2 separate regions of the Sus scrofa genome follow, and region 2 is linked to region 1. A link is a contact called in public Hi-C data. All regions are on one chromosome and are shown on one strand. Each heading gives the region's core, a stretch centred on a gene start, on an enhancer-like site or on the middle of the called end of the contact. The rest is flanking DNA. Distances are from core to core; before and after follow the strand shown.

Region 1 (2,794 bases), core at 188-2,687:
CGGTGCTGTCTGCTTGTCTTTATAAATGGTTGCAATCTGTCCTCGGAAAAGGATCAACGGGGAAGACCGCTAAAATATTTAAGCTTCTTAAATAATAAGGACTAGATGAAGGCAGGATTATCATTATTATTTCATTAACTGGCTTTCAGGCTGGAGCCGTAACAATATAATGCAGTGCCTCAAACATAATTAAAAACATTAGAGAATTGAACGTCTGTGGGATTTAGGGCAAACTGATGACAAGAAAATGGATTTTAGGAAGGAAAAATCTTGACCAGTTTGGGTGCTGCAATACTTCAGACTTTCTTTTCTTTCTTTTTTTTTTTTTTGGCTAAAGAATTTCTTTCAAAGAAAAAAATTGTGTCAATGAGACAGAAAATTAACTCAGTTCCAGAACAAGTTTACTCCTACAACATGTCAAGTTCAAACTTCCCAGAGGCCCTCTATCACGGCTGGTCAGGCCAGAACTGGAACAGCCCTGCCCTCAAGCAATGAATCCAGCTCCCAGGACCTGGGTGCCAACGCTGGCCTGACAAATCCCTTTAAGAAACGCTTCTAACCCCATTACTAAGATTGAGTCACCACTGCCCAATTTTCTCTTTCTATGTTTAAGAGGAGCTATGCAACAGCCCCATTTATAATTCTGAGCTTTTCTTTTTTTTTGTCTTTTTAGGGCTGCACCTGTAGCATATGGACATTCCCAGACTAGGGCTCAAATTGGAGCTGCAGCTGCCAGCCTACGCCACAGCCACAGCAACACCAGATCTGAGTCACAACTGCGACCTAGACCACAGCTCACAGCAATGCCGGATCCTTAACCCACTTATCGAGATCAGGGATTGAATGTGCATCCTCATGGATACTAGTCGGATCCTTAACCCGTGGAGCCACAATGGGAATTCCCTCTGAGCTTTTCATATCTTCAAATTACACTTTTATTTCCTTTTCATATCTTTACCAAAGAGTTGATTAAAGTAATTGCTGTCCCTTAGATACACCTGTTGGTCTCCCCTGTCATCCCACCATGGCCACTGCCGCCTGTGGACTCCAGGTGGGCTGGGCCAGGAGTGTGCAGAGGCTCTCGGAGGGACCCCAGGTTGTTGGAGGCTGGCGGCCTTTCCTCAGGGTCCCTGGTTGGCTTGCTCTACTCTCGGCTCTGAGAAGCTTGGGCCCCTGTTCACTCTGACTCTCTCCGCACCTCCTATTGCCCCTGAGTCAGGATTACCAACCTTCAGGAACAGCCTATCTTCTGACTCCGTCTTGCCCTGTCACTCCCACCATCTATCACTTCAGGCTGCCTTTTTGGTCTCAGACTATCTTCTGCCCCATCTCTTAACTCCATCTGGATTTTTCAGCATCTCTGGTTCAGTCCTTGCCTGGCGCTGGTGACCTTCTACCAGGGGATAGCACTTCTCAATGTGCCAACAAAGCAAACACAGACTTGACCCTGGGCACGGGCTCTGATGGCTGTGACTCCCGAGTCTCACCTGGGCGGGATCCACGTCATTTAGCATAACCACAGAAGTGCAGTGATAATCCAGGACCAGTCTCCAGAAGTCTTTCACTGTGTTTGGCAAAGGATGCTGGCTGACTATGAAAGCCGAGGGCTGTTTATAGCTCTGCAAACACAAACAAGAGAGATCCAAATATACTCGGGAAAATGTGACAGGAGGAAGCTAACTTATTTTGTACACATGGGAGCTTGTGACATAAAACAGTGAACATATTTAACAATTGTTGAATTCTATCACCATTGTCGATGCCAAAACAGACTAAATATAGACTCATCTACAGAATAACAGTGATAAAATTCTCCTACTTTGATACCAAGAAAACAATAAGTATCCCTTATAATTTTTTTTGTTGTTGTGTGTTTTTGGCAGAAAGGCAATATTGGCCCTATACATAACTATTTTAATGGAGAAAATTTAACTTTAAAAATATGCATAAATAGTTCTGTTTTTTCCTAAAATCTGTTTGCTTGTTGTTTACTTGTGAGATGCTGTTATTTCTTCCTGCCATAAAAGGACACCCATGCTTTTTACAGCTCTGCAGAGCTTCAAACAAGTTTAAATACCTTTTCACTGATATCACACTAATAGAATTCAAATTTCCATATTAGCACTGAAAAGACCCATTCACTTTCCCCATCAATTGACTAGCAAATGTTCATTCAGTCAGAAGCAAAGAGACTGACAGGGAGTAATGAGTTGTGTTCTCTCTGTGCCGATGGGCGATTTTCCCCCCATGTTAATTACTGCCTAAATTAGGAGAAATGGGAACTCAAATAATGCTGCAAACCATATTATCCCACTTCACTGCCTTCCTGACTTAATAGCTGTCTCTTGCTCTCCGGCCAGCAGGTTAAAAATTTCCGTGCTCGGAGAGCACCTGGGACCTGCCTCATTTATCACTCTTCCTGGACTCAGGGTCTCAGGGAGACCAAGACTATGAGCCCGACCCAAAAACAGATTCGGAATCAGAAATGCATGTTGTTGAACATACAGTTTATGTCTTTAAAACAACAACAACAACAACAACAACAAAAACAGGGCAGAGAAGTCCCAAGAGAGGAGGCAGGTGCAGGCCCCTGTAGGGATATCCTCCCATCCCCCCACCCCATCCCTCATCTCACATCCATGAGAGCGGCGTTGATGTAGTTGCTGCTCTCGCCATCGATGGTGATGAGGAAGGGCAGGCAGCGGTCGGGGGGCAGGATGTCCATGCAGCGGTTCTTCTCGTGGTTCCGGGGCAGGAGCGCAATGCTGCAGTCCTCCACACGCAGGGTTGGCGT
Region 2 (2,700 bases), core at 131-2,630, 120 kb after region 1:
CTTGGCTTTCAATGGTTTTGTTTTGTTTGTTTTGTATCCTGTGGGACAGAAAATAACCTGCATTGATTGTGGCGATTGATGGACTCAGCTGGTGCCTCAGAATATGAAAAGGGAGTGGAAAAGCACATCTGAAAAGTGTGTGGGCTGGAGGTGAGCCGAGGGGGCGCCTCCACTGTGGACCACGCACAAGCACAGCCCAGCTGGGTCACAATGGTTCCAGCAGGTACAGAACACAAAGCACCTCTTGTTCCACCTGCGCCCCCGTCTCTGTTCTCAAAACCAAGCAAGGGGGCCGCTGGGCCCAGTCCTTAGAACTTTTCTAGACATACCTGTACCTGCAATTCCCTCTCTGCCCACTAGCCCCCCACCGGGCAGAAGCCAGCACGGACACCCTCCTGCCCATGCTGCAGCCTGCTCACCTGAGGATGCTGGCCTGTCTTCCCAGCTGATGGCCTTTCTGACTAAGAGCCTTTCAACAGGAATGAGAACTGCAGCCTCCGTGGGGAGGAGGTGGTTTTCAGGGAGTGGTTTTCTCTTTCCAGTTTTCACTGATTTTGGAGGTCAAGTGAGACATTTTAATAACAATACCGTCTTGGCTTGCCACACATTGTCAAATACAGACAAAGGCATCAAATAGAACACTGGGCTTCTGTTTACCAAAATTGGCTGTTTTACTTAGAAAACAGAGGGAAAGATGAGAGGGGGAAATATACAATCCACATATTTTAAAAAGATCTCCAACGAGCTACATTTTTTTTGTTTTTCGTTTTTTTAAAATCCAGGTTCCTTGGAAAAACGCTTAAGTTATACTTAAGCCTGAAGATTCTAGCATAAAGTCTCCAATCCTCAAGTTTAAATTGAGCACAAAAACAATCTCCACACTCAATTATAAAATTAATCACGTGTGTTCATGTCCTAGAGAAACACACAGGAGAAAAGCAGGTGCGGTCAGGGTAGCGCTTTTCTAAATACCTTTAGGTATGTATGTACACACACATGTATTTTTTGAAGAGGAGCGGCCAGGAATTACTTAGCTTTATACAGTTCGGCTCTCATGACTGGAAGATAAATGTTTGTGCTCCCGAACGACATTGATTATTGGCTAATGAAATAGTACCACCTGTGTTTTCCAGGAGGCACTTGGTGGACGTGGTTTTAAATTGCTGTCCTTCCTTGATCTTAATTTTACAATGAGGGCAACATACTTCCTCTCAGAAGGACACAACCATTTTCCTGCAGAAGGTCAACGTTTCTCTGCTTGGATCCCAAAGACACTTGGGATCAGTCCAAAAACTGAGGACTAAAGAAGGCCCTCTGGGGACGCCAGAGGGGCAGGAATTGGCTCTCCAACTCTGCAGGGCCGCCTGTGAGGCTAGGACGCCCTCTGTCCCACTCAGCAGCTGGGAGCAGTTTGCAGCTGTAATGCTGCCAGGTCCAGGGCGGGGCCTCCTGGCTCGCAGCTGAGCTGGAGAATTTTCCTTTTCATTCCAGGTGATAAAGGCAGGGGTGGATGGCTCAACCCCGCCTCCCTGAGTACAACCCTCTCCTTTCTCAGTCCTGGTAAATCACTGATCTTGCTCAGGGGGTTGGCTCTCCATGTGGGAGAGAGACTGGCTCCCTTTTGGTAGCAACGTGAGCAAACCGGCCCTTCCACTGGGTTCGTTGTTCTCCCGAGAGTCTCCATCCGTTCTCTGCTGACAACTTGCCATTTTCTGTTCAGTTCCGCCTGTTTACTTTTTTATTGTGAGTCATGTCTGAGTTGCTTTTGAATCAAATTATTGCATTTCCCTGATGAGAGGTGCCATATGACCATCTTGTTAGAATAAAATCAAATAAGAGATCTGCACTCAGCACTGCTCTCTTATCCCACCCCGTCTCCCCTCTGGTTTGGATGCACTTCTGTTGGCTCCTTGAGTGGTAATGAACCTTTCCAGGGCTCAGGCCAGTTTTAAGACATCGCTGTCTTGGAAAAGATGAAGATGGATTGGTTGAAACAGTGCCAACAGAGAGAAGCTCACTCTTTCAAAACTACTTTACAGTCTAAATGGCTGATGTTTCCTGATGTCCATGGATTGAAAAAAAGCCAGAAAGGCCGATGGGGCAGTTATGCTGAGGTCTCTACGGCAACCTGAGGCTTTCTTGGCATTTCATCCCCAGGGAGGCGTCAGTGTCAAGGTGGTTCATTGCTTCGCCAAGTCTCAGAGCCAAGCATTGCTCTGTACTTTTTAAAAGAGGCTAGAGGGATGCAGTTTCTATTACACTTTTTCAGTAAATACATTTTTCCTCTTCCTTTTATTTATTTTTTTTGGGGGGGGCTGTTGTCTATTATTGTTAAAGCAGTTCCTGTGTGCCTTGTACAACAGCATTTAAAAATTAAGCTGTTTAGAGTTCCCGTTGTGGCTCAGTGGGTTAAGGACCCAACGTAGTATCTGTGAGGATATGGGTTTGATCCCTGGCCTCGATCTGTGGGTTAAGGATCTGGTGTTGCTGTAAGTTGCAGCAAAGGTTGCAGATGTGGCTCAGATCTGAGTTGCTGTGGCGGTGGTATAGATTGATTCGACCAGCTGAAGCTTTGATTCAACACGTGGTGTGGGAACTTCCATATACCGCAGGTGAGGCTGTAAAAAGGAAAAAAAAAAAATTCAGCGATTTGTATGAAGAGATCTCCCTCCAAGTACGGAATCAGACGCATGTTACCAA

What was found. Hi-C and Micro-C count contacts between places; a contact is called where the count stands out from the background.
Region 2: a contact with region 1 is called in a Hi-C map of heart right ventricle, with 3 times the contacts expected there. The contact joins two enhancer-like sites. A contact is called at or near these places in 4 of 47 Hi-C or Micro-C datasets (embryonic fibroblasts, epiblast stem cells, fetal heart ventricle and 1 more).

Annotation. Positions count from the first base shown.
Region 1 is chr6:99,372,799-99,375,592 of Sscrofa11.1, forward strand. It overlaps PTPRM (receptor-type tyrosine-protein phosphatase mu), which reads right to left. Exons shown (of 36, transcript XM_021097712.1): 31 at 2,636-2,794; 32 at 1,488-1,619. Among named protein-coding and RNA genes, the nearest start is that of RAB12, 130 kb to the left of the region's middle. Within about 2 kb of position 1,438, at least 3 of the 83 cell types and tissues checked have an H3K27ac peak or open chromatin away from gene starts, as enhancers often do.
Region 2 is chr6:99,488,406-99,491,105 of Sscrofa11.1, forward strand. The region is part of intron 21 of PTPRM (receptor-type tyrosine-protein phosphatase mu); the gene reads right to left. Among named protein-coding and RNA genes, the nearest start is that of RAB12, 250 kb to the left of the region's middle. Within about 2 kb of position 1,381, at least 18 of the 83 cell types and tissues checked have an H3K27ac peak or open chromatin away from gene starts, as enhancers often do.